2 separate regions of the Gasterosteus aculeatus genome follow, and region 1 is linked to region 2. Evidence: chromatin contacts called from public Hi-C data. All regions are on one chromosome and are shown on one strand. The core of a region is the stretch at or near the end of the contact, and the rest is flanking DNA. Distances in the headings are between cores, read along the strand shown. Region 1 holds the start of pitx2 (paired-like homeodomain 2). Region 2 has its middle 49 kb from the start of LOC120817577.

Evidence for each region. Hi-C and Micro-C count contacts between places; a contact is called where the count stands out from the background.
Region 1: a contact with region 2 is called in a Hi-C map of liver, with 4 times the contacts expected there. The contact joins the promoter of pitx2 here to the enhancer-like site in region 2. A contact is called at or near these places in 5 of 6 Hi-C or Micro-C datasets (liver, skeletal muscle, tail fin and 1 more).

What each region holds. Positions count from the first base shown.
Region 1 is chr4:1,958,396-1,965,287 of fGasAcu3.hap1.1, forward strand. pitx2 (paired-like homeodomain 2) reads left to right here and starts at 1,929. Exons shown (of 4, transcript XM_040175042.2): 1 at 1,929-2,463; 2 at 4,780-4,850. The coding sequence starts at 4,805.
Region 2 is chr4:1,867,660-1,873,784 of fGasAcu3.hap1.1, forward strand. No RefSeq gene overlaps it. Among protein-coding and RNA genes, the nearest start is that of LOC120817577, 49 kb to the left of the region's middle. Within about 2 kb of position 1,507, at least 1 of the 9 cell types and tissues checked has open chromatin away from gene starts, as enhancers often do. A contact at or near this core is called in liver, where this site is marked.

The DNA.
Region 1 (6,892 bases), core at 679-3,178, 91 kb after region 2:
GCAGAGAATACACCCTTCGTGGCTACGAGTGTATTTTTTGACAATAGGCTTTAAGACAGCATATCTATTTAATTTCAACATTCATATCCGGCCTTAATACATGTAATAAATTGTGTTTTCTGCGGCGATAAGTGCAGTTGGTTGTAATCTGAAGTCTGTAACCAATTATAGTGAAAACGAGCAAAATCTGCCAATTTAAAATACGAATTTACAATGAACAGGTCTGCTGTGTGTGTGTGTGTGTGTGTGTGTGTGTGTGTGTGTGTGTGTGTGTGTGTGTGTGTGTGTGTGTGTGTGTGTGTTGGCTGACTAACATCACCTCTCCTCTTGAAACTGGAGGCTTGCTGATACTCATGGAAAGAGTGTTTGAAAGTCCTCTTCCCGCGTGCGAGAAGGGGCAAAAGTTGAAATGTGCCACTGTATTGACGCGGGGGGGGGGGGGGGGGGGGGGGTTGTGGGGGGTTGTGGGGAGGGGGGCTGCTGTGCTCGTTAACAATCAGGAGAGAACGTCAGCGGAGCAGGTCACCCCGTTTCTCACATCACAAATGCTTTCAAGTGTCCTTCTGCGTCGCCAAAGATGACAACGGCGAATCGATACGCGCTTGAAATGAAACGAAGCCGCCGCTTCGCCCCCGAGGCGAAAGATTTCATCCCCGCCAGCCTGCTCTGAACTTTCGGGCATTCCTGCGCACCTCCCCGCGTGAGAACGCGCCGCCGCTCCGCTGCGGCTTTGCTTTTTTCTTTGTGTGAGGAGGTGAACACCGCCGAGCCATCGCGCGTCTCCAGACGCGCGCTCAGCCTCCTCTTCCCTGCGGGCGGGGCGTGATTTTGAGGGCTTGCACAATAAAAGGGGTGGGGGGGGGTATTTGTGCGCTTCTTTGCTTGCTTTTTGCATATCACAGTATGAACATTTTATTTAGAATTATTTATATTTCCGGAAGCTCTTCTTTCTGCCCGCACGTGTGTTGACGCACGTGCGAAATGACTAAAACGAGGCCTTATTGGGCCTTTTACACCACATCCAACCCGCTATTTAAAACCGCTTCTTTTAATTCCTCCTCCGTCAGCATTTGTCGCTTCGTGGGATTCAAACCATTCCTGGTTAAATTGTGTCCGGGGGATGGAGCGGCGCAGGGTGCGCTTGTTTTGCTTCAGTGTCCCCTTTTGCCTGGATATTCCCGTGTGGATGGGCGCATTAATTGCCGCTTTAATGGGAGTATGACTAAAAATGTAAAAGACGGATTAGGCGCGGGGAACGCGCGCCCTGCGTCCGCTCGGCTTCTTCTCACTTGGGATGCGAACGGGGGGGGGAATCAAGCTGTATCCAACAAAATGGATCTATAAAGAACATTTGCATCCGAGCCAGCTGTTCACTTCATCTGCACGTAAATCCGCCAGCCGAGCGCGCTGTGTCAGGCCCTGGAGGGGCCTCATTTAAATACGTTTGTTTTTTCCTTTCGATGCTCCAAATATTACGTTTTAAATGTGCTAAATTATGTTATAATCATTGCCTATAATGGTCAGACCATGGCCTTGTTAAAGTACTAATTAGTCTCTAATTTCCTAGTAGTACAATAGGCTGGAATCCGTATCTGTGACTTTAAATACTGTATTTCTTTAAATAAACTCCCGTAAGTGTCATACATGCCGGGTTGCGGTTGTTTATTTAGCGCGCGCACAGTTTAGATAATAAGCAGCCAAGTTGTTTGTTGTAAATTGCAGGTTGCGGTTCGTCGAACGAACCATTGCGCAGTGTGTGCGGGTGTAGCGCGCGTTTTGCACGCCTGCATCTCAAATGGCGCAACGTTACCGTGAACGCACCGCGGCTGACCGGCTCAGCGGGTTTTGTTGTGTGTTTAATCGCACACGCGTGTAACTGCCACCCCGCGCCTTTGTTTGACTGTTGTTGGAAGTTCTGAGGGCTCCAAGTTTGCCCTCTGCGCCGATTGCACAGACACACACACACACACACACACACACCCCTTTTAAAAACGAGGCGCGCGCACAGACGCACGCACGCACGCGGGGTCCCTCTCTGAGCTCAAAAGAAGGAAGGGAAAAAAAAAATGCGCCACTGCTGGAGCGTCTTTCGAGGGGGGGAAAGTTGAGGGAGACAGAAGAGGACGAACCAAGGAGACACTCGGATGAACGCGCCTCCTCCGCCGCCGCGAACAGATGGTTATTTATGCGCATAACGTGAAACTATCCTAAAAGGTCGCGCTGCGCCTCTCTTCTTTTCTCGGTTTGTCGAGATACCGTAGCAGGGAAGGAGGGGGGCGAGGGAGCCACATCCACGGGAGGCTCTCGTTGCGGGACAGAAACTTACTTGGGACCTCTGTGGTCGTCACTGTTAAGACACAACCGCTGGTGCCCGAGCGCGTCCGGACGGTGGAATTTATCCCTCCGCCACGAGTGAGACGGCAACGGCAGGGAGAGCCAAAGCCCAACCGGTGTCCGCAGCTGGTAAGTGCATCCGGGGGGGGGGGGGGGACAAGGTGCTCACAAACATTCATGGAAACTGAGATGTGTTTAGTTTTGTCCTGTTTTTCGGGGAGGAGGGGGGGGGGGGGGGGGGTATGAGTCGGCTTCAAACTGGTGGAAGAAGTGATGCGTGAGGGGCAGGGTTCGGCTCCCGGCTCGGCGGACGCTAATGATGCATCGTTAGAGGTGATGGAGTGCGTGGAAATGAAAAAGAAGTCGGGTAAACCACACCGGAGCACCGGGCTGCAGCTTCGGCTGGTGGGATTAAAGTGTTAAACATCGATTAAAGTGTCAGAGAAATTCAACGTTTCGGGAATCGCGTCCTGTCGCGCGTTGGTTTCTAAAATGGCCATTTCAATAAAAAAAAAATAAAACAACGCTTTTAAACTGCTGCGCAGCTCAAATTTAAATGATCCTATTGGTGAAAAAAAAGTTAAGAAGTTTTCCTCCTTTCCTGCAATATTTGGAAGAAAAACGTAGTGTGCGTGTGGAGAGGGGGGGGGGGGGGGGGCGGTGGATGCGGCGTTCACGGTCTCACGCCTTCAGTTGATACAGGACCATGTGGTGGAGGTTAGTCGCTCCATCTCACGGTAAGGCCGCAGTCTCGTGCTCCGCTGCGTTGATTTCCACGTGAAGCCGCCGCGAGGCGACGCCAGCTTTCTGTCCGCCCGCGCACGTGCGACCCTCGCGCACACCCACCGCTGCTGGCGCGCGTCCGTGAGTTGCGAACGGTCGTCTGAACGGGATTAATGGAAGCAATCCGGATATTAACGCAGCGGCATCTTTTACTGCACACAGTGCTATTTATTTTCTTATATTTACAATATTTAATTACGACGAAACCACAAGATCATTGGAAACGTTTTAATATTAATATGATTACTGAATGGGCTAAATAGAATAAATAAATAGAATAAATAAATATCACACTAACATTTTTTACCCATATTATTTGACGAGATTTGTGCAATAATATCCATTCCTTTGGCAAAAATGTAAACATGTATCACACATCTTGTAATATTTTCTAAATGTGCATTTCCTGTACCTGTACCTCCTGTAAAAGAAGGTATCCAGCCACAACGGTAAAAAAAATTAAACATATAATTTGTGAAATAAAAGGTATCCACATATTTTTTAACAGTAAAATAAGATACAATAAAATGAATAAATATCACAAATATTTTTTACAGGCAACGGTGCTGCCAGGCACTGAAATAACGGAAGGAGCCATGGTTACATCCCACTGATTAGATAACAGAGTCGCATGTAAATGACCTCAGACCTCACAGCCTTGACCCCCACTATTTCATTTTGCAGCGGGGACACGGAGGAGCGGGGAGAAGAAAGGCTGTGCAGGTACACGCCGTACAATTTAACCTCCAATGCGGCAGCTTCTGAATTTGGAGGCAAAAAACAACAACCTCACAGATGATGTAGAGCAGGTGAACAGAAGAACTGGGGAAATGGTTGACAGCATGACTGCATGCAAATTCCCCCCGACTTGAATTATCATAAGCAAACAGCGCGAGCCTGGACTAATAAAACCCCATCTGTGTAACTTCATATCGAGGTAGTATGAGGGCTGCGATAATGAATTTTGTAATATCCCACCGACAGACATCTCAATCAGACTCTAATCCCGTGATTTTACTACGGAATCATTCCACTTCCAACTGCAGCCTCCACCGGAAAAAAAAAGAAAAGGAAAAACACAAGATCCGGCTCATTGAGAACAGGGAAGGTTTTATATATTCAAACTGCACAAAGTATTACTTTGGAAAAATATAAAACAAAACATGACATGCTATGAAATCGAGCATCAGACTATTTATCTTGCTGGATAATTTGTCTTGAAAGAAAACCCGTCAGAAATGATCTTGTTGCCATTTTTTTAATGCGGGCATGTTTGCCACGTGATGCTCCCCATTTCTCAACACGGGGAAAATCATATTTGAATTAAATCACAATTTTAGAAAGAAACAACCCCAACGACACAATCATCCTAGAATGAAAAATAAACGTGTTAAAATGCGGCAAAGGCTCAGATCCTAATGTTCTATTTCATTTTCAACCATTTGCTCGAACAAGTCAAATATCGGTATTTTATTTTATTTTTTTGCATTTGAAATATTTTCCTCAAGACCACCAGCTTTTTGCTCTTGTACAGGACGTGTCCTTCTCGCACGCACTTTTTACATTTGAGTTCAGAAGGAGACTCGGATGCCAGTGGAGCACACGGCAGGTTATTTGAGCAATTAAATACTAATCGTGACCCTTTTTTCTCTGTTTCTACAGAAGCGTTTTTCTTTAAACGGCCATAATGGATTCCCACTGCCGCAAACTGGCCACCACCTGCGCGCAAATAGGTGAGTGCATCATCCATCACCGCTGCCGCACACGCATCACCCAAATGATGACATCATGAAGGATTATTTTAGATCGACTATTAATATGAGAATTGTAAATAAGTTTCTATTGTCTTCCATTCGACGTTCATACAACTGTGGGTCAGGCTGACGGCTTGTGTGTGCTGCTCTCTCAAACAGAATAGATGTGTATTGTACAGCTCGATATCTTGTTTTAATTTACTTCATGTTAAATTGAAAACGGTGGACCGAGACGGATGTCTTCATCTTAAATCACGATTTAATTAGAACAAACAAGTGAACAGCACTGACGTCGTCGTGAGCCAATTGTTACGGACTTCCACTTTGATGAGATGTCGCAGAAACAAGTTCGGTAATTAAAAAGGCAAATTTACGTTGATTTCTCGGAAACAATTTTTTATTGTGTTCCTCAGATTTTCAACAGATAAAACTGTCGACTTTAGACGGACTTTTTGTAATAGATGTCACGGGTTTGTTCCAACACATCAGTGTGAGCTACTCGGCCTTTTTGTGGGTCGGCGTGGAGGAGCCGTTTGCGTGTTTGCTGTCTTAGAGCGACACCTGCTGGTCCAGCGTGGATCTGCACTTCTCACGTCACAGGATTCATCATTTGCTGTAATTAGAAGATGGGTTTTTATCATGTTCTTTACTTTATAAAATAGCTGCCATTCGGCCAAAAAAGATCATTGTCGTGCAACTTAAAAATCCTATTTTATTAACCGTGATTCCATTCGCATTGAGGACAAACATATTTTCCTAAATAACACATAGGAATAAAACACGCCTCGAGACGACGGAAAGGCTCAAATCCCTTGTTGGTGAAAGTCGGGGATTTATTAATGATTGTCCAACGATGCGGTGAAAAGACACCAGGTCTGGTTAGGCTCCTAAACGAATAACCAATAACTCTCATTCCGTCTCATTTAGCCGACACTGATGGGGCAATATGTGGCGGGGAAGGGGGGGGGGGGGTTGCACCGTGTGGACGGCCATCGATTAAGAATAATAGGATAACTAAAATAACAAAAAATAAATAAATCACACGGGAGGGGGGGGGGGTCCGAATTTGCAAATATAGACGCGCCAGCGCCTGTTTTGCTGTAATATATTCAGTGCTTGTTGGATTGACTCCGGGGAAAACGAAATGTATAATGAAAGCCCATCCGTGAGGAGGAATATACTAATGGAGTAATCTGATTTCTCCTTAATCCTATGTAAAAAAAAAAGCCTTGTCGTCTCCCCCTGTATTGACTGAATTGCTAATTAATGGCCCTCAATGGCGGAGGCCCATTGCACGCAGTAATCCGCAGAAGAGAGATAAAGCATTCAGAAGGTAGAAATGAAGAGGAAACCGATAATCCACTTCAAATTTGGTATTACAACACGGCGGGAAGAAAAAAAAAGGAGCAAAAGACTGTTCGCTGTTAAACAACACGTGGGGCTTATTGGTTTCTTTCTGTTTTTTTTTTTATCAAATACAAGCCGTAAAACATTTTCTTTTTTTGAATCAAGGGTACCTAATACGCAATATTATTATTTGTTATTATATGAAGACTTAATATTTAAAGCTGCTTGTGGTTTTACCGTGTATCCAATACAATACCGTAATAATCCTAAAACACGCGAGTGATTGTGCATCATGTTGATTGGGACGATCCAAACAAGGTTCTGTTGCTCTGTATGAGGAGCGATTGGCTCCCCGCGTCTTAATAAAGTCTCTCGCGTCCATCGGAGTGCGCGCGTGTCTGCTGGTATTTATATATCGGGGCCTTTCACGGGATTAGACCCGCAACTTCTTAACAGCGCCAAGTCCAAATGTGCTGCGCTGGATGCGCGCCCGCCGCGTGGAGACGGGAAGTGGCCGCTTGGGTCATGGAATTAAAAAAAAAAAAAAAAGGAGGCCGGAACATAATCGATATTCCGTGTCATTTTCCGTAATTGGCGTGTGCGTGCCCCCCCCCCCCGCTCTGCATGATGAGTCCATCACTTCAATCACCTGTTACCCAGCTGCCCCCCCCCAC
Region 2 (6,125 bases), core at 257-2,756:
GCTTCTTGAGCCAGAAATCCTTGGTAAACATCCCGGCTCCGTAGCTTTACTTTTCTCCTCAGCGCCCCCCACCCCCCCCCCCCACAGCCCCCTTTTACACTGGGATCTCTGGTTTCCAGCACATCATTGAACTGCCACTTTGCATGTGCCCAGCATTCCCTTTTTCCCGACATATTTGAATGACCAAATCGTCCCACTTTCAGAAAGATTACCATTACATGTTGTTCATTTAGCAACGATAATAGTTACGTTTTTTAAACTGGCCTTATCATCATGCCACATGTCAGTCTGATCTTCTACAGGAAGAACTTGTGTCTTTGGTGTGTAACGAGTGTATATATATATATATATATATATATATATTTATTACTATCCTGTTGGAGTTGTATCATGACACTGCACGTTTGTTTTGGCATGAATAAGAAGGTAGAGAACAAGAGCTGTGGAGGTTTGAGTGTTTCTTGGGGAAAATCTACAAAATCATTGGTCTCGGGACGTCCATTGTCCCCCTAATTATTCCCCCCGTTAATTTGTTGACTACAAAGAGCACATCTTTGGAGGGTCCATCGAATGGGGCTAACGTCGTGGACAGGGGACTGTCCCCAGCCGCTACGCAGCCTTCAATTCACAGCAGCTCCGGGTGAAGCAAATCGTTGAAGGGCTGCAGGCCCGTGTGGGCGGGGCCTCCTCCCAACGGGGAACAGAGTTCAGACGTAAATCACACCGGTCAAGTTCTTCTCGACGCTTCAGCGTATTTTACGCCCTGGGAACCCGGCCTCGCGCTGCGCGCAGCGGACTCATCCGCCCCGACTCGTCCGGAGTTACAGCGGTAACAGCACTAAAGCACCTGTGACAGACTGTGACAGTCGGGACCCCCAGAGTGAATTTACACATGGAGGAAGGGTTCCTCCTTCATGCCAGAATCTAATCCAACCACAGGTCGTGTCCTCTGTCCTGCTCTTCACACAGTGAAACACACACAAGGGGGAATAATAATAAAGAAACACCAGATCCGTCCGCAGTATCGGTTTCCCTCCCCTCTCTCTCTATTTATGCAAGAGGTGTCAACTAATATCATTAGTCTACAATGTCGTTACTGTGAAGCTGCAGCAGGAAGTGTGTCACCGGCTCATTTTCCTGCTTCGATAACACTCATCAACACGAGTCCTTACACTTAACCCGCCCTCCTTCCCACAACAGACCTTCTGCGTATTAATTGGAAGGTATAAATTACAAGTAATCACTACCAGGTTGTTCACTGCCCAGACAATCGGCCTTTACTCATCCGGCTTCCTGTTTAAACTATCTGCTGGAGAATCACAAAGCCCCGCTGCTTATTTTCCAACGATTAGCTGTACATCAGCATTACCACCTCAAATCCAGCAGTTTCACATCCAGCATTAAATGGGATGAATATTGATCTGCTAAAGAGGATTTATTTATTTCATGCTCTATCCAAAGATCAACTGCTATCAGCTTTGGATGGATCTGCGAAGGTCTTACGGAATAAAGCTACTGCATACATGACTTTGGACTTGACATTTTAGGCCTGGAAGAAGACCAAACAGTAAATTCACTGCAATAATCCCAGATAAATGGGATGATCACTACGGAAGCTTACATAGTTAAGTGGCCTACACTTAAGTCCAGAAACGATAAAAACGCGGCCCGGAGGAGATGTTCCACGTCGGCGGCGGGGGGGGCGTGGCCCGCGGCGTCCTACGTAACGAGGACGCCCACCTGAAGGCCGGCAGGCCTCCTCCTCGCCGCAGTCACTTCACAGAGAAGCTCCTGCACACCTGCTTCATTATGTTGGCGATATCGACACAGAAATAACGTTGATACGGTGGACATACTACGTGTCAGGCTGCACGAGGTCGATGTTCACATCGACGGGTTGACTCTGCGAATTCAGGGAGATGAAGATCACGACGATGACGAGAAGGCTTTTCCAGTCCTCAATTCTTCTGTGTGATCCTTTCTACGTACCTGTTGTCAGAATACAAACAGCCTTCAGCAGTTTAAGTGCGAGATTACATTGCCGTCGAGATCCCTCTGGTGAAAACACACCACAACTCACCAACACATCGTTTAGTCCCTCAGCCCACCGAGCCGCACGCAACTCGGGCCCGGCTCGGCGTTGGGCTCGCTGGTTAGCGGCGGGCTCGGCGAGCTGTCGGTGGATCGGCCCCCCGTGGCCCTCGGGGGGGCCGGCTCAGCTGTGAGGGGATGGAGGGGGGGCCGAGGAGAGGAAAGTGGCCATCTGGGTAGACAGGCCGCGGGGCGGCAGGTCACATGCTGGAGTCACAGACGGGATGGTGCTCAGCTGCTCCGTGTCTGTGCTCTCAGCCTCATCTTATGAGGCTACGAGGGAAACTGATTGACTTCTGAGCAGAATTCAACTGGAAACTGTGTGGTTTTTGTTTGACTTTACTTGCACGAACAAACTTTTTTTTTCTCTGTTCGGTCATTTTGGTTTGAGTTCTCGGCATAATAGATTTTCCAATAATTAAGTGTAAAATGCTGATTTACTGTCATTTCAAAATATACATTTTCCACTACTATATATGTTTTAATTCCAAAATACACTATAATATGAATTATTTGTACAAATACATCATTTAATTTTTTAATCAACTATACATTTTTCTCCCTTTTTTTTCAATTTGCCTCAATGATAAAAGAAACCAGTACCATCATTTTATTTTATTCTAAAAAAAGCCATTTTTTATTTTGTACTTAATGAATTTAAGCAGCAGTCTCGAAACATGTAGGTCTTCCATATGGTTTAAATTCACCGTATATGTGAAACGCAGCTTTGTGCTGCAGCAGCTTGTTGAAGGATGGAGCCGCTTCGGGCTCCAGTAGATGGCGCGTGGTACCTGCTGGAGATCATTCTGCCTTTTCTCTGCACGTCCACAGTTGGATCCCTAATAGCAAACACATTCCTGTAAAAGACAAATAGATAAAACACCATCCCGAAATAAAATAAAATGAAACAAAAAAAACGCTTGTCAATAAAAAAGACGAGCGCATTTATTGGTGAGTTCACTCATTCAGCGTTTCACGCATTCACAGAAATATTTGAAAAGCTTCAAATGAAAATGGACTTGTTGTTAAATGTGGTAAAACATCCCGTAGCGTTGCAACTTGACCAGATTCCCCTCGTTCTGTGAAAACGCCGTAAAGAATCCGGGCCTACGGTGAAAGTTCTTCCAAAAGGAGAAATACCTCCACTCCACAGGCAGCGTGAAAAACAGGCCTCGCGGCTTTGGACGTCGGCGCGCGGACGTCCGACCGAAGCAGGTACCACTGCGAGAAAAGACGCTCTAATTGAGACGTATCGGATCGCAGCTTCCAAGCCTCCCCCCCCCCCCTCTATGCGTTCGCCTTTTTCCCGCCGCGCGTCTTCGACACCGCGGGGTCGCTGCATTCTTCTGTTAGCGCCGCGCCGCGCGTCCTCCGTGCGTGCCAGGGACGCGTCGGGGCCTCGCGGGGGAGTGGGGGAGTGGGGGAGGGGGGGACGTGCCGTGGCAGCGAGCGACGGAGTGAGGAATGCCTTCTGTCGGTCGGCGGATCAGTCACACGTCAAAAGACGCCTAAAAGAAAAAGCTCATTCTGCTTTTTCAGCGCGACTCCAAAGGCCATTCGGGAGGTTTCGAGCACACGCAATTCTTTAAAGAGATGGTTTTATTTAAAGTCTAAATAAATGACCCTTTAAATGATCACTTGTCACACAGATTTTAATATGATTAATAACACTCAATTGTAATTTGCTTTAGGTTTAACTTTTTACTGTGCAGTTATTCTTCACAACAACAACAACTAACAAAGGGGGTTTTGTAAAAAAAAAATCGGATGGAAACGCAGCTTTTCCCAAATCTTTTGCGCGAGCGCACTTCAAAGTGTCCTCGTTCTTAAACGCGCGCGAATATAATAGTGTTGCAGAAAGACACGTCCGCGGAACCTGACTGAAGACGAGGACCACACAAGCAGCCAGATGGCGGCTACGCGCAATCAGCTTAACAACAGCACAACAAAAGAGCAGCCACGCCTGAGATAAAGGTGCTTAACCTCCACGCGGGCTAAGTGCCCCTCGCCCCATTACCACTTAATAGGCCTAATCAGCTCGGGCCCAGATTACATTCAGAATCTATTGCCACCAAAAGCACGGCGGCATATTAAATTAGGGACTTCATTAGACTGCGCAGGGTCATGTCGCGTGGTTGGTGTTCCTGGGAATAATGGCTATTATCAGCGGTGGCGTAAGCACATAAGCTACAGCACAACAAGGCGACTGTACGGAGGGCTCACGGGTGTGGAGGTTGTTAGCAGAGCTCTGCTGAGTTGTGTGTCTTTGGGATGCGCAGCACAGCCTTCTGTGGCGTGCACATGCATGGAATGGTGCATAGCGAAAAAGAGCATTGGCGGGGATGGGTGTCTGGTATTAAAGGAGCACGTCAAATGAACGCAACAGTGCATTCGAAGCCGATCTCGGCATGTAAATGGAGCGTGTGTGAGAATTGTCACCCACTGTTCTTCACGTTCCTATCAGTATTTTCGGTGTATTCAAGCACACGGGATCAAATGTCGTGCAAGCCGTAATCCAACCGACTCACGAGCCAAAAAAGGCCCACGTCAGATGCGGCGGATCAAGGCCCAGAACGCCCGACGCGATCCGGGCCTGTATATCAATTAAAAAGCGGCTCACCGCTGCAGCAGTCCGCCCGCGTGTGTTCTGTCCACGCAGACATGACGCATTCATCCACTAACCGTTCGTTATTGAAGCAGGTCCAATTCAGAGGTTTTAGATTTTTGCATTTTGAAAATGTAATAAAAAAAATGCATCCGAGGAGTACGCACCGGCGGGCCGCGGCTGCACGCATTTGCATTTGCACTTGGCAAATACCATTGGTTTGCAGATATGACGGAGCAGCATCTCGCAGGCTTTCAGAGGGAGGAACACACGGGAGCGGGCGGGTAATCGGAGCGAGCGGCTCCACCGACACGGCTGAGCGCCGCGTGAATGTTTTCTTGACAAACAAAAACACCGCGCCGGGGAAATTCACTGCGAGGGCCAATTTCAGGCCCCCTGCGCCAGTTTGAGGAATCGATAGCAGGCAGTGGAGCGGGCTGGTTGCTGGGATCGATATGTGATGATACAATCATATCTTACTTCTTGACGCTGTCTTAGGAGCTGTGGGCAGTTTGATGATAACAAGCTGCGGGGGAAAAAAAGAGGTTTTGTGTGAAAAAATTCAACAAAATTAAATGTTCTATGTAGGATTTTTGTTGTGTTTTGAAGAGTGTTTGCACCCCTGACACCAGCATGAATAGAAAACATTTTGTAAAGTAGGCAATTATTATTTCCTTTCAGTAAAAAGACAAAGAGACGAGAGAAAGCTGGTTTCATCAATGTGCTCTGGATGTCAGATCCGATCCTAAAAACAGAGTAAGATGTAGTTTCCATCATCAAATACATCGTCTTGAAAAATGTGTATGTATTTTCCCCCCAAAAAAAGACCAAATATAGTGTCAGGATGTTTCCCGCGAACCACACAGGCTATTTCTTATTCATCTCTGCTCATCTTATTCTCAGCGTTGCCTCGCGGGCTCTTCTGGCTGATGACACATTAATGAAAAGGGTTCAATCTGCTGGATGGTTTTGCGCAGGCTGCCAAAAAAAAAAAGGCACTCAGTGATGTCAGAGTGGTTTCAAAAGGAGCCGGCGGTCCCTCAAACACACACTCGATGGTATATGGACCCGCTGGTCAGGGGTGGGGGGGGGGGAACGCAGCCCCTCGCTCTACCCACCGTCCCGTCATGTCTGATAATAACTGTACACAGGGTGGATGGAAACGCACGGCCCTCTCTGCTCACACCTGCCTGGCTGCTGATGGCTCACACTCTATAATGAGCGCGCACCGGGCTGGCTTCAATGGCATTTTGAGGGTTAACGGCGCTTATATGTGAAGCCTTGAAAACAATAGGCCTCCCATGTGATTTAACAGTATATCCTCGGATTTAAAACTTGGGCTCTTTAAAGTTGTATGTAGAAGCCCTTAAACCTCACCACACCCCAGAGAGGGAAGCTGCTTTCTTTATAGTCTTACATTGACTTCCAC